Regions from separate parts of the Sus scrofa genome. Here regions 2, 3 and 4 are each linked to region 1. Evidence: chromatin contacts called from public promoter capture Hi-C and targeted proximity ligation data. All regions are on one chromosome and are shown on one strand. The core of a region is the stretch at or near the end of the contact, and the rest is flanking DNA. Distances in the headings are between cores, read along the strand shown. Region 1 holds the start of CDK17 (cyclin-dependent kinase 17). Region 2 overlaps ELK3 (ETS domain-containing protein Elk-3). Region 3 overlaps CDK17 (cyclin-dependent kinase 17). Region 4 overlaps CFAP54 (cilia- and flagella-associated protein 54).

Region 1 (6,863 bases), core at 2,331-4,830:
TGGCAATACTGTAGGTTGAAAGCTACTAGGTTTAACTAGGTTTTCTATTGAAGGCAGGTTTTTACCTCACAAATACTGTGAGATAAAAACACATTTTAAAATGCCATAAACCTGTTCATCATTTCAAATGCAAAATGCTATAATCAGTTTACAAAATGCATTTTAAATAACTTTTCCATTTAAAAAAGTTTAAGCAAAATTACACATTCAAAATTCGAAGAACTCAAAAGACTTTCCTTCACATGTATGAAAGGAGGCAACTTTTAAAATAGACAAAATACTCTAGAGAATATTTTCATAAGCTGTATTTAACATACAATGTCTTTTTTCTACAATACAGCATATGTAGAAATGTATATTCAATGTAATTACGCATCATAGAAGTATAAAAGCTATAGAAAAGAATGCTATGACATGCTGTAATTTTTATTAGGACTAAAGAACAGTAATAAAGATTCAAAGTGTACCGTCTTATAGATATTCAGTACTATAAAAACACTAACAAAGAAAACAACAGAGCAAAAATTTTGAGTTCATAGATAATATTTTTTACTATTAAGGAACATCATCAGCTTCACTTCTGAACATCTCCCTCAGCAGCCATTATAGTTCCATTGTTCGCAATAAAATACTTGCAGTTTAATTAGTACTATCTCATTAATAATGGAAAAATAGAAAAATATTGCTGAAAATAAGAGAAAAAACAAAAGCTTTGACAGAGCAAATTATTTTATATGCCATCTCTTTCCACCATAATCACAGGACTAAACTAGTATCTGAAAACTTAATATATACACGGCCATTCTGCGCTACGAAGCAAATAAAATTTTTCCATTTTTTTCTAAAACCAATTGCACTTATTAGAGCAAGATTACTGGTGTATAAAGCTACTAATTGGATCGATACTATACATTAAATCAACTATTTTAATTTCATCTTTGTTTGCTGTATCTCTCTTTTTTCCTTTAGGTAATCAGAGTACATTTGGCAGACTACACTATTTCAAATATCTAACACCAAAAGTGACTCTTGGGGCCTGAATCCAAGGATAAGAATAAATCACACATTTTACAGCATCTTTCAGTAACAGGCAAATTAGGATATTAACAAGACTTTAATTCTTCATATACTCTTTTACTGATTGTAAAAGTAATGTGAAAATTTGAGAAATACAGAAATGTATTTTTATTCATCCATAAATCCTACCACTCAGAAATCTCTGATAATTTTTTGGTAGATTCCCTTCTGGTGAGAATAAAACTTCAAGTATCTAACTAGACATAAGAAAAAAAAATCCTAAGAAAAAAAATTTACATAAGAAAAAAATCGGTGTATCCTCAATATGGCCTTTTGATAAATGTTATATAAAATATTAATGACATAACCTATTAATTTTGCAGAGGTTAAAAAAATAGCTGTTAAGTGGTGAGGGAGGGGGAAGGAAGTCCCTCAATTCAGAGACTAGTCCCTAAACTGAAATCCCTTTTACAATTTTTACAGTGTCAACATTTAAATGGCAACATGCAGCAAGACAGGACTATTCTCAAAATACCACTGATAAATGGTAACATCCCTACATCAAACAGGTTTTACATTTCTTTCCATTCAATGTTTTTATTTACACTGTTAAAAAAATCAATGAATTATATTTGCAGAGTAATTTGAAAACAGCTTAAATTCAAATACTAACCTATTTCCTTTGAAGCCTAGCATTCAAACCATTAGGGTTTCTGGCCTAGGAGATAGTTTACCAGATAAAAGGTTACCAGTTTTACATTCCAGTAATCTCTTTCATATAAAAAAGAATATTCCTTAAAAATAGCCACAGTTTTTTCTTTTGTTCCAGCCCATTGTTTTTGGAAGTATGCAGAAGTTAGGAATACAAAGACGGAAACGACTTCATCAGTAAAGCATCATTTAATAAATAAATCAACTACTTAATCTCATAAAAGAACAAAACCAAACCAATAATATTAATGGTAGCAAAATTTTTTTTCTTAAAATTGGGTTGAACTTTATTTCTAATTTCAAGGAAGGCTCTCCTTGCAAGGCATCAAAATCTTAAAATCCCATTCATTTTCTTCTGTCCAAAGATAAAATAAGTCTAAAATACAGTGACTCAGATTTGTTACTTTGACCTTCTTACACAAGTGCCTTTTAAAAGAAATCCTTCAACAAAAACTCAAGAAATAATCACCAAAGTTTGAGGAAAGAATTATCTAAGTCAAGCATTTCCTGATAAATGACAGGTCTAGCGGCTGCCAGGGATACACACACTGCTGACCCTAGGAAGAGCCAAAACTCAAAACAAAAGTTGCCACTTCTGTATCTAAAAAAATCATTTGGCTAATAAGAGGTGATAATCCGTGACTAACGACGTGTCTTTGGTGGACACATTAATAAAAAGGAGGAGCGCCATGCATTTGAGCTAAACGCTTTTGCCATTTTCGCAGAAGAAAAGCTAATTGTTAATGGCCATGTGACATTATAAGATCCCAGAAAGGAAAGGGTGGGAGGAAGAGAGAGGAGTTCAAGGCAGTTCAGGGTCAGAACAAGCTCAGGCATCCTGTCATTAGCAAACGTTCCCCAAGCTGAAGGCAAAAGACTGCTTACTCGAAAAGGAGTGGGTGAGAAGTAGGGGGAGAACGAGGGGAAAACCACTGGCGACTCAATGTGGCAGGGAGGGGGTGATGCGCGGGAGAGAGTGTGGAGCTATCCAGCCGAGTCGGGGAGCAAAATCATCCCGCACAAAAACCCTGAGACAAGCAACTGCGGCGGAGATGACAATACTTGGCAGCCCCCCACCTGCCCCTCCCCGTCGGTTCTGGGGGTTTCCGACATCCCCTCCGCCTCTGCTCTTGACCGGCGCTCAGGGGTGTGACCCGCCAGCGGGAGGCTGCGCGGATCTTTGTCTCGGCCCGCTCCCCACGCGAGGGCTCCTCCTCCCCTCGCTCCCCACCCGCGCACACCCCCGGCGTCTCCAAGGAGCTGGAAACGCGGCCGCCGCCGCCGCCGCCGCCGCCTCGCCCACCTCCCGCGGACCTGAGCCCCTTCCTGCCCCTCGGGGCTGAGCCTCCCGTTCCCGCAGCTCCACCCCCGCCGAGGGGACCTTTATGCCGCGGGGGACTTTCTGCCTCTTCCCTTCCAGGGCCTCGCGGGGAGACCGGCCTCCCCCGGAGACCGAAGCGCCAGCAAGCACCGGAGGCGGAGGCGGCGGCGGCGGCCGGAGGCGCCTCCCGCAGAGGAGCCCGAGAGTCAGACACCCACACCTCACCCCACTGCCGGAAACGCCCGGGCGAGGGCGACAGGCACAAGCCACCCCCCTGCGACCCACCCACCTCTCTCAACTTCCCCGCGGGGCCTGAGCCCCCCGCGTCCCCACCAGCCGCCGGCCCAGGCCCGGGTCTCGGGCACGCTCCGGCCCCTCTCAGCCCCAGGTCGGCGGGTCAGGGGGGAAAGCCCCGCGCCACCGCCGGCCGCCAACTCACCAGCAAGTGCGGGGGCCGCGTCCTGAGACCAGGCGAGGCGAGGCGGGGTGCAGGCGGAAAGCAGCTCGGCCGACACCCGCGGCGACCGGATGCAGGTCCGGGTCCCAGCGGCCGGCAGACCCGAGGCGCCTCCGAGGCGCAGGCCTCCGCAGCAGCCGCCGCCTTCCAGCTCAAGCCGAGGGTCCGGAGCCTCCAGGAGGGGCCGCGGGTCCCTCACGCGTTGCCAAGCCCCCCGGACAACATGGCTCCCGAGCCGCCGGGCCGCGCGGGCCGCCCACTAATCCCCGCGGAGGAGCGCAGCCGGAGCCAGGCGGCCTGGGAAGCGCCGACGCCCGGCTGAGGCTGCCCGGCCGGACGCGGGCTCCTTCTTCCCCGGGGCCGGACCGTGAGGAGCTGAGGAGACGGCGGGCGGCCGCTCTCGCTCGCTGCGTGTGCGTCGCTTTCTCACTCGGCGGCTGCGGATTGACGCCTCCGCCTGTCCCCCGGGGGGAGAGCGAGCGAACAAGAAAAAAGACTTTTATTGAAACGATCCAACCAGCAGCGGCAGAGAAAGGCGACCGGCCGCGGGAGCTTCCCCCACCTCCGCCCGAGCCGCTTGCCGCGGGCAGCGCGACCCCTGCCGGCGGCGGCGGCGACGGCGGCGGAGGGGGCGGGGCCTCGAGGGCGGGGCGGGGTATCCCCGGGAAACCCCCCACCCCGAGGTGGGGCCTGGGTCTGGAGCCCCGAGCCCCGGGCCTCGGGGCGGCTGGAGGGGGTGGGAGGGGTGGGGAGACCCCACGTAGGTGAGAAGGTTAGGCACTGCCTGTCCACCGCGACTGGAGGAGAAATTATCTGAATAATCCCCCCCTTCATCTTCCACCCCCCAACAAAACAAAAACTGCTGCTGACATTATCCAAGTAATTATGTAATTGAGAGACCGTGGCCACGGTTCTCTGTTGGTTCTCTAGAGAGCTGGTGTCAAAGGACCTGCACTTGAGCTTGATTGCTGCAACTTTTCTCCTTTATTGTGGTTAGGTGAGGGGGTGGGTACCAGGGCAGCAGTCCCTCACACAGGCGGCATTTATTCATTTAAATTACCAACTTCTTTTTCTTATATTCGCGGCAATATACTAGGTCCTCAAAGCACGGAGCGTCTCTCTGGGGTGAAAGGTACTCCATAAACAGTTATACAAATCCGAGCTTTGAGAAGGGCAATGGAAGGTGCTCTGAGAACAGAAAGGAAGTACTGTTGCAGAGTTGGTTAGGTTGTGTTTTCTTGGAGGAGGGGAGCGGTGGAGAGGTTGGCCCAGTTTCTGTAAGTGTCTTTACTTTCTTCTTTCCCAGAGGCTAACAGCTAGTTCAGGAATGAACAGCAGAGTGAAAGTGAAGACAAACTGAAGTAATACTGACCCACATTTTTCCCACTAAGAAGGATAAAGGCAGAGTAAACACAAACAGAAACCCCTAGAGGGAGATAATGAGAGGATTGAAAAAGAATGGAGACCGGATGTAGACAAGCTAAACAAGAAAAAAAATTAAAACCACATAAAAGGCCTGGTGAAGTGAGATATAAATATTTGTCTACTGTAATACCCAGAAATAGACTTAATACATTTTTAATGCAATTTCAATCACATTATGTCCTAAGGACTTTTGACAATTATCTTCCTGGAGTCTTGGGTGAATCCTTTCTCCCTAAAAAGAATGCCTGACGACTTCTTTTATTTTGCTGGACCAAGTTGAGTGTATCTACTGTAATATCCAACAATCATACATTTCAGTCAGATTTCTCCATACCTCTAAAATTACTAGAGTCCATAAATCAACGTTTATGCTCTGAACATATTTAACACGTGCTTATCATAAATGAATTCAAATATATAACAAGCTTTCCTTTAGAATAAGTGGACTTAAAAAAAAACTTTAGTTGATGCTTTTTAGATTTATCCAAGTCAAAGAACTCTGTAACATGGCAAGAAACAGCATCGTTTAGAGATCTTCTAAAGTTGGAAAGACAGAAAAGTTGATATTTACAAAAGATGTACTTATATGCCAAGTATTTTTCACATACCTGCCTTATTTTTTTAAAAAAATCACGTCTTTTTTTTGGTCCCTTAGTAATATTAAAAGTCATGATAAAAGTGAGTTTACAAAAATGGCATCCTGAGTTTCCCATCAATAATTCCTCCTTCTGTCATTATTGGAATGATTCCTTATTCCACTGGAAATCAAGATTGTTCTAATTGCCCCATCTAAAGTTGCTAAAGAGCACCTTTGCCTCTTCCTACATCTTTTATTACTGTAATAAAGATTTAATAATTAGAACTTAAATGAGATTGTATCCATTTTTTTCCCATCAAAAAAAATTCACTGGCCGTTCCTAATGTGCCAGGCACTGTTCTAGGCGCTGAAGATACAGAAGTGAACAAGACCGAAGAGGTATGGAACTGTTTTCTGATGGTAGCAACAAGAAATAAACAAGTAACTTATTTAAGGAATTCATCACTCATAATCATGAGAAATACAATGAAGAAAATGAAGCAGTAATGGAAAAGAAATTGAGGGAAGGGACAGGAGCTGGATGCTGAGGTCAGGAAAGGCTTGATCATCAGTAGAGGCTAAAAGCCATGGGTTCTTTCTTTACATCACTCAGTTTACAATTCAGTCAAGAAAAGGTCACATGGGAGTTCCTGCTGTGGCTCAGTGGTTAAGGAACCCGACCAGTAACCATGAGGTTTTGGGTTCAATCCCTGGCCTCGCTCGTGGGTTAAGGATCCGGCGTTGCCGTGAGCTGTGGTGTAGGCCGCAGACGTGGCTTGGGTCCCACATTGCTTCGGCCGTGGCGTAGGCCGGCGGCTACAGCTCCTATTAGACCCCTAGCCTGGGAACCTCCATATGTCGAGGGTATGGCCCTAAAAGGAGAAAAGACAATTAAAAAAAAAGAAAGAAAAAGAAAAGTTCACATGAAGTAAGGAAAGAAGAGAAAGACAAATACCATATGACATCATTTATATGTGGAATCTAAAATATGCACAAATGAACCCATCTGCAAAACAGAAATAGACTCAGACATAGAGAACAGACTTGTGGTTGCCAAGGGGGAGGGGGAGAACTGGGAGACTGGAATTAGTAGATGCAAACTATGACATTTAGAATGGATAGGCAATGAGGTCCTCCTGGGTAGGATGGGGAACTATACCCAGTCTCTTGGGCAAGACCATGATGGAAGATAAGAAAAGGATGTGTGTGTATATATATATATGACTGGGTCACTTTGCTGTACAACAGAAACTGGCACAACATTGTAAATGAACTATACTCTAATAAAAAATTTTTAGAAATTAAAAAAGATCACATGAAAAAAGAAAATGTATTATTTACACACAGTGGAATAT
Region 2 (6,863 bases), core at 2,652-5,151, 110 kb before region 1:
TTTCTTGGCAGCAGCTGTGGATGAACACTGAGTAGAGACAGCTTGCTGAGGACTGAGATGCTAAATTTCGTGCAGGTTTTACGGATGGATGTTAACAACCTTGAGCCCAAATCATAAGGTGGGAATTGAAATTAAAATGCCAGTAAAACTGGGTGCATGTGTTGAGGAGCCGTCCGGGTAGACTGCATCCCTTCTCAGCTCTGGGGTTGTTTCTCGTCTTCTTGTCCCCTTTGGCACACCCACAAAAGGAAAGTCTGGTTTTTCCCTTCATCCCGCTTTGTAACACTTCCACAGCTCAGCGTGCGACTCTCGTCACACCGGCGCTACAGGGGAAGGAGAGCCCCCGGAGACTTTTGTGTGACTTGACCCTCCAGCTGGTTCTTCCTTCTCCCAGCTCTGGGCTGCCCTCTCTCTTTTCCGTAGCTCCTTCACGGATCTGCTGGCTCCACTCCAGCTCTGCCCTTCTGCTGTTTTTTGCCCACCATGTACCATAGCTACCCTGGCCCAGTGTGGAATTCCCTGCACATCCAGTGCCATACACACTTCTGTGTGACTCCACGTCTTTTTTAAAGTTCTTAAAACCATGTTTTTATTGGAATTCAAACACCTCTAGGCATTTCCAGAGGTTCACTGTCACCCTTTGAGGACTTTTTTTTTTTTTTTTCTAAACCACAAAGGGCCTTGCCATGGATTCTCTTGGCATCTATGGAAGATTAACAACAACCTGCCCAACTATTGGCTGGGCACCTGAGGATAGAGATGAGCAAGAAAGACACAGTTCCTGCTCTCATGAGCTAACACGCTTGCTGTCTAGTCGGTAAAAAAAAAAAATAAGGGCAATGTATTATTTAGGGCGAAATTATAGAGGACCCTGGGAACTCATTGAGGAATTCAGACTTGTTTTGATGGGAAATTAATAGCTGCTGGGGGTGTGAGTCAAGGGGAACAAAACTTGCTATTAGAATTTATCAACAAGTGATTATTGAGCATTATTTGCAAATCATAGGAAGGACACCAAAAGCACAAGTGCCTATTTTTATGACCTTCAGACCTAGCTGTGACAAGGCACGCATGCACATGCGCACACACACATACACACACAAGATCGCACATGGCTAGTGTCAAATACACAGTGCAGAGAAGTACTTTAGGAGCAAAAGGGGGAAAAGGCATTTCGTTCAATTCAGCAAACACAGATTGAGCACCTGTCAAGCCAACTGCTTTGCTTGGAGCTGGGGATGCAAACATGAATTAATCCGCATTCATCAGGGAGGGAGCTCCTAACTTAAGTTGACTGATAGAGTATCCCGGACACAGCAGAAAAGGAATCCTTAAGTATAAAAGGAATACTAAGGAAGAAGGAACTGACTTTTGGGGGAATGGGAAGGATGGGAAGAGGCTTCAAGGAAGGGCGATCACACGGGGCAAGGTGTTAAAGGATCCGCAGCAATTATTTGGCACATGGGGCGAAGAGGGCACTGTGGGCAGAGGAGCGCTTGAGCCAGGGGGTAAAGATGGGAAACTGCTTTGGGCATGAGGGCAGTGCAGTAGTTTGATAAGAGGGGAAGATAAATTCCAAAGGTAAAGGATGGGTGGGAGATGGAGCCTCAGTGACACAGGGAGAAGTGTGTTGCGGAAATGACGTGGGCTGGGGAGGGCTGAGGCTGGAACTAGTTAGAATGAGATGGTACAAATGCCAGGTGAAAGACAGGCTCTAAGGCTGTGACAGCGGCATGGGGCCAAAGGGGGTGAATCGGTCACAGGGACCTCCATCAACAGGACTTGGCCAAGGGTACGGAGGCTTTAGGGGAAGAGTCAGACGGGGAGTGTGAGCGGCACGGGAGGAGGTAAACTGACGGAGGTGGAGAAAGGCTGCAAGTCCAGTCTGGGCTGTGTGGAGTGTGAGGCGCCTGAAGGACATTCTGTTGCAGTGGGAGCTGAGGCAAGAGTTCGGGGCTGGGGATAAAGTCAGGGAGTCATCAACACATAAGGGGTGCTTCAAAAGCATGGAAACACATGAGACCACTTGTGGAGTGGTCTAGCCCTGGCTCACCTGGGAAGTTCTAGAAGAGCTGCTAAAGAACGAGGAGGTTGGAATTGTGTGCTGCTCAGGACATTTCAAGCGAAGTAGGAGGGTTCACGTGAAACTAGGCTATGGGGGAACCTAGAATTTTGGTTGAGGAGGTCATACTTTTTTTTTCCTTTCCTGAAACTGAGAAGCATAATGTCTTAAGGTGATTGATTCAGTGGCAGTGCTCAGAACAGGTTGCAAGGGAGAGGTCAGAGGCAGCTGGACTGTGGTAGGTGGCAGCTGTCACATGCCACCTGCAAGACTGGAAATGAGGGGATAGAGTCATTTCAAGGAAGGATCCCCGGGCCACACCCAGAGATTGTGGGAAGGGGGCAAGGGGAGAAGGCATTTGCATCTCAGTGACTGGGACGCTGGGTTGTACTCCGGCTGTGAGGGCAGGGGTAGTGTCTTGTTTTATCATTGTGTCTCTGGCACCTAACACGTGTTATGTACTCAGTATCTGTTGGGTGGATAGATAAATGGTGGTACTGTTGATAGAAATAGATGAGTCCTAAGAAACACTGGATTTGGAAAGGTGGCGAGTTTGTACCATTGGGCTGAGGGGAAAGCAGCAAAGTCTCCTTTGAGGAGGTGGAATTTTGATGGTCAGAGGGCATCCAGCAAGGGCATGTCTGTATGTTCGCTCACCAGGTTTAGTGCAAATGTTGGGCTCTCTAGAAGCCTCAGTAATTGAGTGACAGAAGAACGTGGGGCGGACAAAATTGAGGTCCTGATGGGGTCTTTTCCCTTGAAAATGAATTGTCCTTGGGCCCTAGGGCGTCTCCTTCCCTGGCAGGTGGCAGGATCAGGAAGTCCTTATCTGCCCCTCAGAGGAGCCCATTTGCGAAGACATTCTTGAGTGAAAGAAGAGGGAGCATTTGGTTTGCTGGTGGCCTCTTTAACCTCTGGCCTTGGGCTTAGCCTTCCTTCCGTGACTCAAGTGGCTCGTCTGAGGCTCTGAAAGCTCACAAGAAACCAGAGATAACCCAGGCCAACCTTTATAGGAACTTCCCTTAAAAGAGCAGCCAACCAGTTTTTTCTCGACAGCCACGGGATCTTCAGGCAGAACAGGGATGGGGGAAAGGAATGAAGGAAATCATTTCACAGCATTTATTTGCGTATATTATAGAAGACGTTTCAAACATACTAAACATGAGAAACAGAAGGCCACTGTATCCCTTAGAAATAAATGTGCAAGCATCTCAAATCCAGACATGGGTGTGTATTTTAGACTCTGAAACGATATTCCACACCTCATATGTTGCTCAGAGGATTAAAGCAGAAAGGCTGCCTGTTTGTGGCTGTGGATGAGAAAAAGTGATGTTTTGGAGTTTAAAGGATTCACGGGCGCACTGGAGCCACAAGACCTTCCTGGGCAGATAAACCAGGTCGTGATGCGCTGGTTCGTACGTGTTAACGCGGCAGACATACCGAGGTTGGAACCTGGCCTCAGAGTTCATCCTCTCAGATCGCCTGAGCTGTGTCCTTGAACCTGACGTGACTGAGAGGAACCTTAAAATACTGGCTGACTAGGCAGGCGTGTCTGTTTTGGGACATGAGGGGCTTTTCCACACGCAGGTGCAATACACTCAGTCAGGTACACTTTCAATTCATTGCTAACGAGGACGGTCTTGAACACTTGCGAGGCAGTTGCCGTGTGCTAGACGCACGTTCAGAGCTTTGCACACGTCGTTGACCCTTCCTGACAAACCCGTCATGTAAAGAATGGGGGCATTTCCCCCCATTTTGCAGATGAGGAATCTGAGGCATATCAGTTGTACCTCGCTAGTAAGTAGCGGTTCTGAGACTGGCACCCTGGCAGAGCCCACGTAAAACCACTGAAGCCTTAACCGGTAAGCCAGATGGCCTGGCGTGCTTGTGACACTGCCTTGGATGAGAACAAATGGGAAATTCATCCAAAATACGTATGTATCCTTGTAACCTCATAGGTCATTAAGTATGCAGGAAGTGCCGTGGAACCAAAGATTCACGTAATTTGGCATAAATTAGTTTACTTTTCAGCAGCTTCAGTTTAAGAATCTTTGGGAGTTTATCTCCTTTCTGCTGAATAGAGACCTTTCCACTTAGTTTAAGCCGAATGTCCTGGGTAATTAATGAAGCTGCGAAGGCCAATTCTAGGAAAAGATGCTAACTTCAGCATCTAGCATGATGCAATCTGAAAAGCTGGAGTCCTTGCTGTGCTGCTTCTTACATGGAGCACCTCACTACCACCACAAAACCACTGAGGGGCGCCCTCTAGTCACCAAAGGTGCAAAATCACCCTGGATGAGGGCGTTTGCCTCTGCCGAGAATAAAAGCAGACTTCGCAGCTGGGGTGGGTTGTTTCTTCTACACACTAGCTGGCTAGCTGGGGTGCAGGCCAGGACTCCTGCTGTGTGTGTGCCAGCAAATACAATCCTTGGCTCTCTCCTGGGAGACCCAGAGTTTCGGCTTTACACCCAGTCTGACAAAGGATTTTTTTTCCCCTCTCCAAACCATTGCCAGGGAGATGAATTCTCATCAGGCGCATATCTGGAGTGGAATCTGGAAAACCCAGTTCAGAGCTTTTGATGAAACTGCTACAGGGTATTTTAGCTGCAGTTCCTAATGTATTAAAGGGCTGTTATTGATAGAGAAAATGAAGCTTGAGAGGCCCTTTAAAAAATGTGTGTCTCTGTGTATAGCCCAAATAATGGCAGTCCACTGTAGAAAACTAAGAAAACACAGGCAAAAAAAAAAAAAGGAAGCCCTTTCGTGGGATCCCATTTGCTACTCCACTAAATCTTGTTTAATGTGTGAGGAGGAGCAAATTCAAGAAAGTATCTGGACAAAAGTTGCTACAGACTTGAGTTTTCTACCGTGCTTAAGGAAGTTAATTTTCCATACTTTCTTCCTTTATAAAAAAAGAAATTCAACTGCATACAGCCCTGTAGAAATAATATGTCAGATTTTCCCCAAATGGAGAGGCTTGTTTCTTGGTTCATGGCTAATGCCCCTGGCCACAGCTGGAGTCAGGTGACGCCTGTATCAAAAACCATGTGTGTGCTTTCTTTCCCAGACACCAAATGGATTGCTTCTGACCCCGAGTCCACTGCTGTCCAGCATACATTTCTGGAGCAGCCTTAGTCCAGTTGCTCCACTGAGTCCTGCCCGGCTGCAGGGGCCAAACACGCTGTTCCAGGTGAGCATTTGGAAATGAACTTTTTAATGTGGAACTTCTAAGGGACATGCTTCCTCAGGAAATGCTGCCAAGATCATGGTGTGCTCTGCCCTACCTTTGGTTAAAAAAGATCAGGTCTCCACTGCTCTTCTCAGCTGTACATTTTGCTTGACAAGGTTAATATTTACGTCTGTGCCAGAGGCTCTGCCTGCTGGTATTTGGGTTCTTGCTGGGAGAAGGGGGAGCTAAGAAGATTCTGACTACTATCTTGCTTCTCTGGTTCCCTTAGAAGGGTTGAGATAGGATGTCATGATTGACTATATCCCTGGAGTCATCAGGTTTCTCCTCCTGGTCCTTCTTCTCATCACAGGAAATTGAGATACAGTCACACACAGCCAACATGTTGATCCGCGGCCATAACTCGGGCAAGGAAACCAAACACTAGAAATAGCAAAAAGCAGTGAGCAAATGCAGCAGTAGGCAAGTTTTAGACTAATAATCTTTTGGTAGGGGAGCTAAAAGGCCTTATTTTCTGGAAGTCTCCAGATGGGAACGGCAGAGTTCCTGAGTAGATCAGAAAGGAGTTGTATGGTGTGTACGTACAGGCAGCTCCATGGTGCTAGGAACTGCAATACTACGCCAACCCTAGAATCTAACAGGGGCTGCCCTAGGGTTCCGTAGATATTTGTGAATGGGAACAGATTATTTGTGAATATGGAATAAGGTTCGTAGATATTTGGGGTCTCTTCCTTCTGCCCGTCCCTGTCCCCCACCTTACTTGGGCTTCTGCTCTCTGATTGGTGCACGGCTTGGCGACTTCCCAAGAAAGCCGTGGAGAACTACTGGTTGAGAGTTCTTTGGGATCTCTTGCCTTAAGATACCAAACTTTTCCCAGCCATTATTCCCAACGGTAATAATGGCTCATGTCCACAGTCATTCTACATATTGCTATCAGGAGCTCTGGGAATTGGGAGATACGCATGTTCCCTTCTCTTCAGTCACTACTGTAGACCAGCGGTTCTCAAAGTGAATGTACAGCAGAATCAGATGGCGTGTGTGTTCAAATGCAGTTTGCTGGGCCCCACTTCCAGAGTGTCTGATTTAGAAGGTCTGGGATGAGGCCTGATAATAACATTCTTTCGAGTGCCTAGTAATGCTGCTCCAGGAATCACACTTTGAGAACCACTGCAGACCAGTCGTTCCCCAAACTTATATTTAGAATTCTGCAAAAGAAATGCTGCATTTAAAGGCTACCTGCTCAGGAGTTCCTGTCGTGGTTCAGTGGTTAACGAACCTGACTATGAGGATGAGGGTTCGATCCCTGGCCTCACTCAGTGGGTTAAGGATCCGGCATTGCTGTGAGTGAGCTATGGTGTAGGTCGCAGACACGGCTCAGATCTGGCATGGCTGTGGCTGTGGTGTAGGCTGGCGGCTACAGCTCCAATTTGACCCCTAGCCTGGGAACCTCCATATGCCGCTGGTGTGGCTCTAAATGACAATAAATAAATACATAAATAAAAGGGTACCTGCTCAGAATTTTAATTTTGATTTCACCAACTGGACTTCCCTTTCTCCTGGAGCCATTCAAAACACAACCTTGAAGAGGAAAATGCAACCAGGTTTGGATGGCTG
Region 3 (6,863 bases), core at 3,107-5,606, 86 kb before region 1:
AGCCATGAGGATGCAAGTTCGATCCCTGGCCTCGCTCAGTGGGTTAAGGATAAGGTGTTGCCATGAGCTGTAGTGTAAGTGGCAGATGCAGCTCAGATCTGGCATTGCTGTGACTGTGGTGTAGGCCGGCAGCCATAGCTCAGATTCGACCTCCATATGCCTCAGGTATGGCCCTAAAAAGCAATTAAAAAAAAAAAAAGATATCTAAAGAAATATAAATTCATATCAACATATAGTTTATTTCAAACAGCAAGGAATAATTCATTTTTAAGCTATGATTCCTGTTGTGTATAATTCTATCATATCTGATTAAAATATTAAAAATGTCATAAAAACTTATGATTCAATACATTGTTAAGCTGGATAAAGTCACCCAAATGAAAGCAGAAATTTAAATAATTAGGCAGTACTCATACTATTTTCAATTAGTATTAGGGCTAAAGGGTGTAACTGAAACAAAGCTGACATTTTTATTTATTTAATGACAAGTTTTACTCTAGGGTGTTTCTGCAGGGTAGTGTACTGGTTATCACGTTAACATCCCACGTCAGTAAAATAAATTCAACAAATTTTGGTAATGGGCAAAAGGGGTCAGCTTTCTGATTTCCTGTTATTAATACTGGGTTTTATGGGGGAAAGGACAAGCGCGCAAGTTTATTAATCCTATAACCTATACATATAACATCAAAGCAAGTGTAGATTTAGTCTCCTTAGCACCTTACCTCCTTAGAGAATTCTAAACTAGGCTGCATGTTCAAACAGGTTCCTGGTTCTATCGTTAATGACAAAGTCTAAAATTTATACTAACACTTCCTAGATCTGAATTTCACTGATCACAGGAAAAGTAGTAGAATTTTCACAAATCAAGAATAATTTATTGCAAAATACTCAGTTATATAACTCTCCCTTACTTGTGTCCAAAGTATACTTATTATGCAATCAATAAAAATAAATAAATAACTAAAAGCAATAAAAGCAAAGCTCATTGAACTATTTCATGTAATAATTAGATTTTCCTGTTGATCTATGGGGAGATGAAATTTGTCTGTCTTGCTTTGTAGAGGTTGGAAGCAAAATTTAAAGCACTCATAATATTCCCCCACCAAAAGTAAATTTTTGATGGCCTCTGCCTTTTTTTGTTTTTGTTTTTGTTTTTGTTTTGCATTTCTGACAGCCAAGCTAGGTTTCTCTATTGCTGCCATTCACATTGAGATTAAGGAGTAAGGAGCAGTAAATGCAGCCTGCTCCGCCCCTCTCCACCCCCCAAAAAAAGGAGAGAGAAAAAGAGAGGGAGAAGAAAAGAGGAAAGGGGGTGGGGGGAGAGAGAGTGCAACTATTACTAGGAAAATAATAATATAAACTACATCTTAGAGAGTTCCTGTTGTGGCTCAGCGGAAATGAATCTGACTGGTATCCATGAGGATGCAGGTTTGATCCCTGGCCTCACTCAGTGGGTTAAGGATCCAGCATTGCTGTGAGCTATGGTATAAGTGGCAGATTCGGCTTGGATCTGGTGTTGCTGTGGCTGTGGTGTAGGCCAGCAGCTACAGCTCTAATTTGACCCCTAGCCTGGGAACCTCCATATGCTGCGGGTGCAGCCCTAAAAGAGACAAAAAAAAAAAACCCAAAAAAAAACCCAAAAAAACTATGTCACAGAGACCCTATGTAAGCATAAGCAAATAACATAATTTCTTAAACTCATGTGACCTATTCAATTCCTAATAGCAACCTACCTTTCAAACAAGTAAAAAAGTATTAAATGAATAAAATTATAGGAATTTCCAAAACAAATTCACCACTTAATAACACTGAATTTTTAATCTGTTAAATAGCTGAAACACTAATATTTATCAAATTTAATGAAATATTCCAAAAGTAAAACTACTATAATCACTTTTGAAAAGTGATAAATACTAGCCATGAAAACTGCAGTTTTTAAAAACAAATTTCTCTTAGAGTATTCAAACTCTCAGAATGTGAATATTTAAAAAAAAAAGCTACTATACAAATTTCCTTAATATAAAATAATTTACTCCCAAGAGGCAAGAAAACATGTAATTTTATTTTACCTTTCTAGTCCCTTAAAATAAAATCCACTAAAGAGATACAGGTAGATAGCTATAATTAAATTAGGCATATAAATAAAAATGAGTCATAGTGACAGGAATATTAAAGGAATCTCTTTTGGTAATGGCATTTAAACTCTTTGGTCTCAAGACCCCTTTTAGACGCTTAAAAATTATTAAGAACCCAAAGAGTTTTTATTTATATAGACTATATTTATTGATATTTGCATATTAGAAAAACAGAGAAAAATCTAAAACCTATCCATTAAAATCATCACTTACATTAACATGAATATTTTTAAGAAATATATTTTTTCAAAACAAAAATTAGTACAAATGGCCTTGCTTTACCATTTCTGTAGTCTAATTTAATAGAAGGCAGCTGGATTCTCATATTTGCTTTTGCATTCAGTCTGTTATGTGCTGCTTTGATTGGAGTTTATGTACATGGAGAATAAAGATTTCACATAGATTTGAAGTTGGAAAGAAGATGTTTTAACAGCCTTTTCTGATTATTGTGCACATCTCTTTTGCTACATCAGAATTAGGAAATATTTAGCTTTTTAAAGATTATGTGGTAAATGAAACTGTATCAACTTCTCATATTCTTGTTACATTACACTAGTCTATCTTGTACTTTAAGTGGATATTTTACCTCTGCATGATTCTTTAATATCATGTACTGGTCATTTGGAAAATATTGGTTCTCTGAATTATTCAGATATTACAATTCTTTACACATTTTTTTAGCATATCAAAAATTAATATCATCACTGATCTCATCAGAGAAATCTTCAAGTATCAGGGAAGCTATCAAACTCAAAATAGCAGATCCAAATTTCCAAAATCTAATTTTTGCTTGAAAACACAGATTTTACTATTATCAAGAAAGTACTTTCACAGTTGTTTTCTTTGATATGACAGGCTCACTTCATTCAAGAAAAGGTCTGCCAAATACCTAATTCTCAGTAACCACAGTCTGTATACTGATCATTTTTTTTTCCAAGTAAAAATGATACTTCTTTTTAAAAAAGGGCTAGTTCAGCTTGCGCTAATATAACTACACAAGCACTCTTCCTTGAAAAAACTATAGTATTCGGGGTGCAGCAAATGTGTTTTCTGTATATTTTCCATTTCATCATACAAAATATTAAAAAGATATATTCAAAGATGGAGATTTAATAAAATTTAATAAATTTTACTGCTTCATCAGATACTTTCTGAAGTGTTTTCTTCCTATAAGTGTATTGTAGTGAAGAATACAATGACTACTAATAAGTACAGTTTGGTGCAAATGCTTCGATTTATACGAAAGGCACCAGTAGCTCTGCCCCTTCTTACTTTTGGAAAATCAATGCAAATATTAACGCAATGAAAAAGACAAGTAAACATTTAGTATAATTTGATATTACATTATACTTTTGGAGATCCCCTGAAAGGGTCTCAGGACTCTTAGGGGTCTATGCCACACTTGAGAACTGGTGACTTTTAGCATTCACTTATGTAACTCACCCGCCCAAGTTTTCAAACGTCTTATTCCATGAGCTAGTGAGAAAACTTCAAGCCCACATAAAAGCAATCTTACAGTGTCAACAGTTGTTCTTTTAAACTTAACCACCTGGATCTATTTATAAATATCTCATACATTCCATACCAAAATCTGCTAGCTTTAATTCTCCTTTTTCATTAATGAGGAGGTTCTGCGGTTTTAAGTCTCGATGCAAGACCTTTCTTCTGTGGCAATATGCCAAACCACGTAGAATCTGGTATAGAAACAGCTATAGAAACAAAAATAGAAATTAGTCTTACAGATAATAAGATATACTTTGGTATAATTTATGGCAAACAGAAAAGCAACTGGCCTAGAATAGTAAAAGAAGAAAAAAAAAGGATACCCATCCTTTTTTCACATGTTGTTTTCTGAATTTTACAATTTATTATTATTCTATTTGAAGCATCTATAATTTTTTTTTAGTCTTAGAAAAATAAATACTGAAAACAAAGTGAAATGAAACTGTCTTAGTAGTAGCAGTAGTTAATTTGTTACAGAAAATGATTTCAAATAAACATATCCTCAAAATCTTATAGGCCTAAGGTTTACAGTTTAATTATGAAATTCTGGCAAAACAAACAATCATCTTGTACTCCCCACTTCCCTCTCCCTCGCCAAAAAAAAAAAAAACAAAAAAAAACCCTGCTATCTGGGACAGTGTCTAAAATAAAGCGTTGGAACTGGTGGTTTTATGAACATTCTGAGGTGTCAAAAAGAATGGTGCTGCATAGCTCTGGCAAATTATGTGCTATAAAAATAACCTAAAATAACCTAAACCAGCTTCTATCACCCACCTCCTGGGTACTTGACTTTCAGCACCTCCTACTCAGCCTTCAAAATCTGCTATGATTCAGAAAAGGAAATTACCATGGTAGAGCTCTGAATGACTTTTTGAAAAAAGCAAGTCCTATAAGGCTCATGGTAGACTTTCTGTTATGGATTTTGGTGGAAAAAGGAATGTGAAACAAGAAGGTCTTTGATTCTTTGTGGTAACAACAAAGAGCCTCAGTCCAGATTCAAGAGTGTTGCTTTGGTTTACTTAAAGGTAAAAAATAGCATTAGAACTCTGAGAATAGCCAAGAGAGCAGGTGAACAATGGGCCTGAAGAATTTCTAATCAGTTAGCAGAGTTTCTACACTCTGCATATTTACGTATTTTGAAAATTCTAAAATTACTATTTCCAAATATTCCTGTTATATTTTTTTCCCCAAACATAAAAAGTAAGTGCTATTTAAACAGAGAATAAAACACTTAAGCTAGCTATCTAGACCTGGCTTAAAACATACAAATTTCTCAAATCTTTGCCAAATTATAATAATTAAGGACAATTTTCTTTGCAAATTGTTGCTAACGTGAAGGCAGAAAAAAAACAACATAAAAGCCACAAACAGAAATAAATACAAGTGAGATTCAAAACACCTTGCAAAATAAAATGTAAAATATGATGAAAACAATTCTCACAGCATATATATGGTAGGAGACTTAAAGCCCTGTTCTAAAATTCTTAGCAATGTGTCACCCATGTTTTGGAACGTCCAGTAAAAGAAACTGGCTCTCCTTTATAACAAACTATTTTTAAAAGCATGTAAGTTTAAAGTTACTATCTAGAGAGTTGGAAATGCCTCAAACACACAGCTGGGATAACCTATTTCCAGAACAGTTTCTCACAAACTGTTGACTAAGTTTGGATAAAGAAATCTTGGGTAAATTTGGAGTATACCAGATCAAAGAAACCTACTGTAAGAACACAACTACATCAAAGGTTTTTACTTGATTTTACTTTTGGGTTTCATTTGGCACTATTTAGATTTTGATATAATAGGCTTGTTTTCTTTTTAAGCTGATTATACCTGTAAATGTAATTCTATAGATACCTAAAACAATCAGTGCTATAAATATGAAAGGAAATGTCAAAAGCACTTTTTAAGACTTTTTAAATGAAGTCGTTTTACAAAAACATTTTATTCTAAGAAATACTACAGCTAGTAAACAGAAGTTCTGAGTATATAGATTCAGAGGATAATAACCTATTTAAAATGCCTAACAGAGGAAGTTCCCTTGTGGCGTAGCGAGTTAAGGAGCTGGCATTGCCACAGCTGAGGTGCAGGCAGCAACTACAGCACAGCTTTGCTCTCCGGCCTGGGAACTTCCACATGCTGTGGCTGTGGCCAAAAGAAAAACAAAAATAAATAAATAAAAAGGTAGAAAATACTGAAGCAGAACAGTTATGGGACTGGCATATTTCATTATGTAATGTAGTTCTTCTATGCTTAGTGTTTGTGTGCTTTAAACAAAAATTTAAGACACATTAAAGCATACCTTTACATTGTGCATACTCATGATGTTTCCACAGTCATCCATGTACTGTTTTAGATCTTTATCCTGAAAAAATACAGCACTTTATTATGTGATACATAGTTCTGAGAGGGCATGGCTGATTTGCTTAATACTATTTAGTTCTTAAAAATAAGCTTTTTTAAAATTAAAGTACATTTGATTTACAATGTTGTATTAGTTTCTGGTGTACAACAAAGTAACTCAGTTATATATGTGTGTGTGTATATGTATATATGTATGTACACACATATATATATGCTTTTGCAAAAAGTAAGTTGTTTTTTGAGAAAAGATACTGAATTCACCACACATAATTTAATCAGATACTAATAACAATAATGTCCCTAGGGCTGTTAAAAAATCCAATTTGCTATGTTTTATTACAGTAAAATTAAATATTGAACTTTTATTAAATGCTTACCAGATACTCAAAGACCAGGGTCAAAGATTTATCTGTGTGAACAATGTCATGTAAGGTAACAATATTTGCATGTTTTAGATCCTTTAATAGTGAAACTGTAAAACAGAAAAAAAAAAAGTCAATTATTTAGTCTGTAATAGCCAGTGTTTAAAAAAACCTTAAGTCTAACATAAATGACTGAGTTTAAGAATCTCTTAAATTGAAAACATTAATCCACCAAAGGAATTTGTGGTAGAAATTCTAATAGAATCAATTTTTTTCTTTGCTCTTATGGTTCTGGGTTTGACATTTTTAATACTTAAAATTATCCCCAATGTTACATTAATATTCTCTATATCATCTTCTGTTTTTTCCTCAAATGTTAACTTATTAAGAATTCCAGGTTTAATTTAGGAGTTCCCGTCGTGGCGCAGTGGTTAACGAATCCGACTGGGAACAATGAGGTTGCGGGTTCGATCCCTGCCCTTGCTCAGTGGGTTAAGGATCT
Region 4 (6,863 bases), core at 1,956-4,455, 90 kb after region 1:
AACAAATTAGTGATTATCAGTGAGGAGAGGGAAGTGGAGAGGAGCAAGACAGGAAAAGGTGATTAAGAGGTACAAACTACTATATATAAAATAAATAAGCTACAAGGATATATTGTGTGGCAGAGGGAATGTAGTCAATATTTAATAATAACTATAAATGGAATATAACCTTTAAAAATTGAGTCACTGTTGTATATCTGAAACATATATTATAAATCCACTATACCTCAACAAAAAATAATAAAATTAGAAAAGTAAAATCATTAGAAATGCATAGAAAGAGCTTCTATCAGTGCTTGGTACAAAGGAAGCAATACTCTTGACCATAATTACATTTATGAATAATTAGACATTAAACATAAGGCACATTGAAAAGACTTAGCACAGAGAAGTTTTTAAGAATTGTTTGCTGGTCAGTGTAGGTTTCCTGCTGCCTTTGACGATATCATTTGATGTCATGATTTTTTACAGTGCCACCTCTCTGTTTAATATCTGGACCAAATACGCCCCCCGGCTGCCAGCTGCCTATTACAACGAGAAGCTTCTGAAAGTTGGAGATAGCCTTTGTGAAATGAAAGTAAGTGCCTCCAGAGTAACAGGAGCCCACATGAAACTCATTTGACTAATTATTAGTATTATTAGTTTTGGTTTGATACCATTCCTATTTGACACGATTTGATTTTTTTTCCCCTTAGAAAAATAGAAGGGTATACAAATTTTGCTGAGGCACAGTAATCCACAAAGTGTTAGTTTTAAAATTTTGTAGTTGGGATTCTCCAAGGGTGATATATTCCCAAACAGAAAGGCAGTTGGCTGCGGATGGGCGGGAACAGGGGCCCCCAGTGAACAGAGGGTGTGGTGGGCGCCCAACAGGAAATGCTGAGTCATCGTGTTCCTACCTTATACAAAGGAGCCCAGACACCACTTCCTGTTGTTTTTCACATGGCTGGCCCTGCCCAGCAGACGGCTCTCATAGCTCCTGGCCTTGCCCCTGGGTGGGTTGGTGCTCAGTGCCTCGTCTTAATGACTTTCAGCTCCTTCTTAACACTTTCCTCTGTGTGATTACAGCAGGCATTCCCTACATGCTCTGTTTCTTGCTCAGGGTTGTATTCGCACTGGGTCCGTGCCCTATTTGCAGTTGCATCTCCACAGCCAGCTCTCGGATCGCTGTGGGCTCACGGACTTGGTTTGATAAGACTGCACCATGGCTGGGTTTTCAGTTAATGAAAATGTTAGTTTTTCCAGAAAGCTCTGGCACAGGCCCAAATTATTCCAAGTTAAATGAGTGTTTGGCACATGGAGGATCCTTGGACTAAGAGCCATGTTGAACAGAGTGATTTTAGGCCAGACGTGGGCAGTATTCAGTCTGTTACCCCGCCAGGCCTGTTTTCCTGACGCACAAGCAAAGCCAAACCCAAGCAAGCAAGCGGCCCAGATTTGCTGCAGAGAAAGAGTTTCTTCAGACGGCAGTCGAGGGAGGAACCAATCTCGGATCCGCCTCCCGGAACTGAGAGGGCTGAGATGTTTATGAGACAGGCAGAATGGGTCCAGGCCTGGGCGCCAGTGATTTAAGGCAGGGAAAAGGTGAGGTTGTCGGCGTCCCGCGCAGGTGCATCTCGGTTCGGCCTTCCTCTGTGTTGAGAGTGGAGGCACTTAGCCTGATGGGAAGGCGGAGCTTCCCAGCCTCTGACGTCAGGCGGCCCCGCCCGGACACCTGCGCGGCCCAGTTTTAGGGGGGGTGGTCTCGACCAGCCCCAGCTGTTTCGCCCTGGGCCAGAGCCGACTGCGAGTTCCTGCAGAACAGCGAGGCTGCGTGAAGCTGGGAAGGTATGCAAGTAAAGAGAGGAAAAACAAAAAACCAAAAACCCAAGTGAGCTTAAGTAGTGAAGGTAGTTTACAAGCCGAAGGTTATTTTTTAACAAGACTTCTCTTATCTGTTGTTCTGTAAATCAAACTCATGCAGATCTCTTTGTTAACAGGTTCCGTTAAGTCTGTAGGGCATGGTTTCAAGTCTTTTCCCAATCTAGTTTCCCAGCTTCCTTTTTCTCCTGCATTTCTGTTTTATGGACCTGAATACTTTGGGTCTGGGAGGGAAATTTACCACATAGAGGCTAAGAGGTGGAGGAACTTTGTTAATGAAGCAGTACCATCTATTTTCTGCTGCAAAAATTGGAGAATTACCTTAGTTCCGTGTAATTGGACCATGGTTCTTAGAAACTTGAAAATACAGAGTTTGGAAAATTCCAGGAAAAAAATTCAGATGAGGTCCAACTTGTAAGCTAGATTCATGTGAAGTAACAGTTTTGACGAGAATTGAGTGCCTCCTCTATATGTGTGTGTATAAATATAAATATATATATATATATATTTTTTTTTTTTTGTCTTTTTTGCCATTTCTTGGGCTGCTCCGACGGCATATGGAGGTTCCCAAGCTAGGGGTCGAATTGGAGCTGTAGCCGCCGGCCTACAGCACAGCCACAGCAACGCGGGATCCGAGCCGCGTCTGCAACCTACATCACAGCTCAGGGCAACGCCGGATCCTTAACCCAGTGAGCAAGGCCAGGGATCGAGGCTGCAACCTCATGGTTCCTAGTTGGTTCCTGAGTCCTGATGGGAACTTTTTTTCCCCTCTATATTTTAATGCTTCTCCTTAACATAAGAAGTTGGTGGTACACAGCACAGTTTGGGGTTTGGGAGAATCCAGGTGGATGGAAGTGGAAAGAAGAAGCATGTTAGAAATTGATGGAGAAGGTGGTGACAGATAGTGACTAAGGATTCAGAATATTTCAGATAGGATATTTAAACTTTTACGTAAAAGAACAAAGAAAAAAGTAAACCTACTTTTCACTGATGGGAAAGTGGGCAGATAAAGGTATTTATAATCCTGGAAACAAACTTGAGTGGTTACTTTGGTTTCTAGAATCTCTTTATTTTTATTTTAGTCACAGTAAGGAACATCTTGTTGGACTATTCTTGTTTTGCACGGAGATTTGAATTTATTATATGAATCAAGTTAGAATGGAAAAGATTCAGAATTAATTAGTGAGCAAGTAACACGTCCACAGAAATAGAAACAAAACAGCGTTTGCCTGTGATGCCTCCTAAGGGGCGAGGTAACCCAATAGGCAGTTCACATCCAGGGCAGTTGCTTTTCCTGGAAACACAGTTGCAGGGGAGGAAGCCAGGAAGGGTGGCAGCTGAGTCATATGCAGAGCCCAGCTCACAATCCACCGCCCTGAACCTCTCCAGGTCGACGGTGCCCCGCGGGCTTCAGAAAAGCGGCGTCTGACTTTGTAATGGGAACAGAAGCATGAATTAGAACTAACACGAATCATAACTAACGAGAGCTCAGACTTTTTTGATTTGTCCTGCTGTGATGTCAGAGACTGGACAGATGGAGGAAGCCAGCTCATCACCTGCATTGTTCTTTTCTTCCTTCTTTCTTTCCTTCCTTCCCTTCCCCTTTTTCTTTCTCTTTCCTTTTCTGTCTTCCTCCCTCCCTCCCGACCCTTCCCCACACTTTCTTTCTTTTTTGGAGCTTAGGCAGCATCAGAAGCAAGGCCGGTTATAGAGCTCATTTTCCTCCCTCACTGGGTAGGTGGGTTACCATGATCTAGTGAAGTCGAATCTTTTGGATTTTGAGTTTAGCCAGGTATGACCCCCCCCCTCGGTGCCCTGGTGCCTCTTCCCCCTCTCTGAGGTCAGGATGGTCTCATCTCACAATAGGCTTGGGAGGAGGATTAGATGAAATAGTGCACGTGCATTGCAGTCTGTTACAGAGTGTGTGGCAATGCTGCTGCTGCTGGTAGTAATAAAATAACAGTAATAAGCAACATGGACACTATTAATATTAGGAATATTATGACTGCGCCCTAATTTTCACAATGTTAAGCTTCAAATGGTATTTTGAAACTTACCAGTCCTCTTCTTATTTCAGGAATATAAGTTGGCCCTTTTACAGTGCTATGGGAGGTACCTTCAGCAGTTCACCGTCAACTTTGATGAGCATAAAGCAGACGTGAACGAATTCAAAGCTGTATTTTTTCCAAAAGGCCTTGGAGACAAAACCGCTGCACAAACAGTAAGATGAAAGCAGTAGCTAGACTAGCTACCACTGATGATCAGCTCTGCAATAGTATATCCTTTAGTTGACAGCTTCTCAATGTCTTTCATTTGCTTAGCATGGCGTTTACCTGTGTGTTCTAAGTTGCTTAATAAATATTTTCTGTGCTGGATGAGAAAGCGCGCTTTTAAATTTGTAAAGATGCTTTGGGGATTGTGTCATTGGAATCCCTTCTTCATCCAGTAGACAGTTATTATTATTATAATTACATATTGGTCTAATACTTTTAGTTCACAACGTGCTTTAGAAAACATATCGGATCCTCACAATAATTCTGTGAGTTAGATACTATTATTATCTCTATTTCACAAGAGAGAAAAGAGAAAGCTAATCACATAGCATAACAAGCAGTGGCTCTGGAGAGGAAACAGATTTTTTTTTTGATATTAAAAAAAAGTATGCTTTTTTTCCTCGTATACCAGTATTATGATGTTAATTGCTACCAGTGAGTCATTTGTTGAGCAGTTATGATACGCTAGGTAGTCTTCTAAATGCATTACAGGAATTTTTACCTTGCAGCCTCCTTGCAGTCTTAAGAGATTGGTACTATTATGCCTCTTTTACAGATGAAGAAACTGAGGTTTATTAGAGAGTAAGAAACCTAGTCCACTTAAGGCACTGGGCAGAATTGATGTTTGAACCCTAATCAGTCTGACTCCAAAGCTGTGTTATTCCAAACTTAATGATTATTCTAGGCCTTGAAAACAGTATGTGGTTTAATAAGCAGAAAATCGCAAGCGCGTTGAAGGCACACTGAGCAGGTCAACTTGCCTGTAACATAGGTGCATGAATAAGAATTCTGAGCAATGTAAGTTGATGCCTAAATGGAGTCCTGACACCAACAAGCAGTTCTTGGGACACCAACTGAGTGTCCTACGGTTCAACTCAATCCTGACTGTGTGCCCGGAGGCAGTGCCGGATTCCACCGGTTAAGGGCTCAGTCTTGCAAGACCAGTCCCTGTCCCACCCCACCTGACCCCTACACACTTCAGATGCCAGTTGCAAGCTCATGCTACCTCTACTTCTGACAGACTGGCTGTATATCAGAGGGTCCCACACCCCCCTTCTTGGGTTGGAGAACTTGTTGCAGTAGTTCACAGAACTCCTGGAAACAGTGTACTTACTAGATTGCAGGTTTATTATGAAAGGATATAATTCAGGGACAGCCAGAGGAAAAGAGATACATAGAGCAAGACCTGGGGAAAGGCTTCTATGGCTTCTAAAGATGCACCATCCTCCCAGCACCCTCATGAGTTCATCATCCTGCAAGCTTCCCAGACACCATCCTTTTGGGATTTTATGGAGGCTTCATTACATAAGCTTGATGAATGGACTCATTGGGCACTGGTGACAGATTCAACTTCCAGCCCCTCTCCACTTCCCTGGAGGTCAGGGGATGGGACTGAAAGTTCTAAACCTCTAATCAAGGTTGGCTCCATTGGCAACTAACCTCTACCCTTAGGCACTTTCTGAAAGTCACCTCATTCACAGAGCAAAAGACGTCTTTGTCACTCTCAACACTTAGAAAATTCCAAGCGTTTTGGGAGCTGTGAGCCAGGAACTGTGGACGAAGACCAAATATATATGAGAAATATATTTTGGCCATCCGAATGACCAAATGTGTATTTCTTATAAATTGTAATATCTCAGTGCCCCACTGGGAAGAGTACTGAATGAAGAGTTTGAATTTTTAAGGCCCCTCCTATACCTTCTTGGTCAGGCTTCCATAGCTCTTTCTTATACATACCATTGCATTATCCTTCTACGCAGCCTGCCTAGCTTAGCATCATTGCACTGGTGGGCTCCACTGTGTGGAATTCTTCTATCCTAGATCTCTGTGTGGGTCACCCCTCACTTCCTTTGGGCCTCTTGTCCTCCCTGCTTTAATGTATTGTCACTTAAGATCACCTGATAAGTTTTCATTTATTTATTTTTACCACCTGTCTGCACTTTCAGAATGTGAGCTTCAGGAGAACAGGACTCTGCTCTAATATCTAATCTCTAGTGCCTCCTGTAGTGCCTGGCGTGGATGTGTTAAATGAATGAATAAATTAAGTAGTATAGCCAGAATTCTTAATCCAGGAGTTCCCGTCATGGCTCAGCATTGCCATGAGCTGTGATTTAGGGCACAGACATGGCTTGGATCCTACGTTGCCGTGGCTATGGCATAGATTGGCAGCTGTAGCTCTGATTCAACCCCTAGCCTGGGAACGTCCATAGGCCTAAAAAGAAAAAAAGAAAAAAGCAGAATTATTAATCCAGAAGCAGTAGGCAAAGTAGATGAGACAGAAAAAGATTGGAGGCAAGAGGCAACAAAGCATGAGTATGCCAGCAGGACTGGGTGTGAAAAGACAGGAAGACTTTGATGTTTCACAGGCTAAGGTTTAGGTTCTGGCACAACACCGGCACACCACAGTTCTCAATAAATATGTATAAAATGAATGCATAAGAGAATGAATGGATTAAAAATACAGCGCAGGAGGAACTTGACAATGCAGAACTAGAGATCTTGAGAAATAGATTTTGGAATAAACATGTGTATTGGTCATAGTTGAAGAGGTAACTCTGGAGAATTTACTGTCGGGATATTAACAGCAAAGTTTTGTATACCTATGTAATCATGATATTTAATGATCCCCTTTGTATGCAGTATGGGGGGCAGAATTTCTAAAAGTTTGGTCTCTAGGACCAGCCTGCCTGGGTTCAAAGACATGTTGTGCCAATTCCTAACTGTAGGATC

The links. Promoter capture Hi-C pulls out the DNA fragments that hold promoters and counts their contacts.
Region 2: a contact with region 1 is called in a targeted proximity ligation map of skeletal muscle, with 3 times the contacts expected there. A contact is called at or near these places in 1 of 5 promoter capture datasets (liver), 9 of 47 Hi-C or Micro-C datasets (embryonic fibroblasts, heart right ventricle, liver and 2 more) and 2 of 2 datasets of targeted methods (alveolar macrophages and skeletal muscle).
Region 3: a promoter capture Hi-C map of liver shows a contact between it and region 1, with 2.7 times the contacts expected there. A contact is called at or near these places in 1 of 5 promoter capture datasets (liver), 9 of 47 Hi-C or Micro-C datasets (brain, embryonic fibroblasts, fetal skeletal muscle and 6 more) and 2 of 2 datasets of targeted methods (alveolar macrophages and skeletal muscle).
Region 4: a targeted proximity ligation map of skeletal muscle shows a contact between it and region 1. A contact is called at or near these places in 4 of 47 Hi-C or Micro-C datasets (embryonic fibroblasts, epiblast stem cells, liver and 1 more) and 2 of 2 datasets of targeted methods (alveolar macrophages and skeletal muscle).

Annotation. Positions count from the first base shown.
Region 1 is chr5:87,176,849-87,183,711 of Sscrofa11.1, reverse strand. CDK17 (cyclin-dependent kinase 17) reads right to left here and starts at 3,580. Exons shown (of 18, transcript XM_021092731.1): 1 at 3,489-3,580.
Region 2 is chr5:87,291,474-87,298,336 of Sscrofa11.1, reverse strand. It overlaps ELK3 (ETS domain-containing protein Elk-3), which reads left to right. Exons shown (of 5, transcript XM_021092733.1): 4 at 5,130-5,252. Among named protein-coding and RNA genes, the nearest start is that of ELK3, 60 kb to the left of the region's middle.
Region 3 is chr5:87,263,759-87,270,621 of Sscrofa11.1, reverse strand. CDK17 (cyclin-dependent kinase 17) reads right to left here. Exons shown (of 18, transcript XM_021092731.1): 9 at 6,377-6,471; 10 at 5,938-6,000; 11 at 3,721-3,844. Among named protein-coding and RNA genes, the nearest start is that of CDK17, 87 kb to the right of the region's middle.
Region 4 is chr5:87,086,598-87,093,460 of Sscrofa11.1, reverse strand. CFAP54 (cilia- and flagella-associated protein 54) reads left to right here. Exons shown (of 68, transcript XM_021092730.1): 2 at 472-577; 3 at 3,938-4,081. Among named protein-coding and RNA genes, the nearest start is that of CFAP54, 13 kb to the left of the region's middle.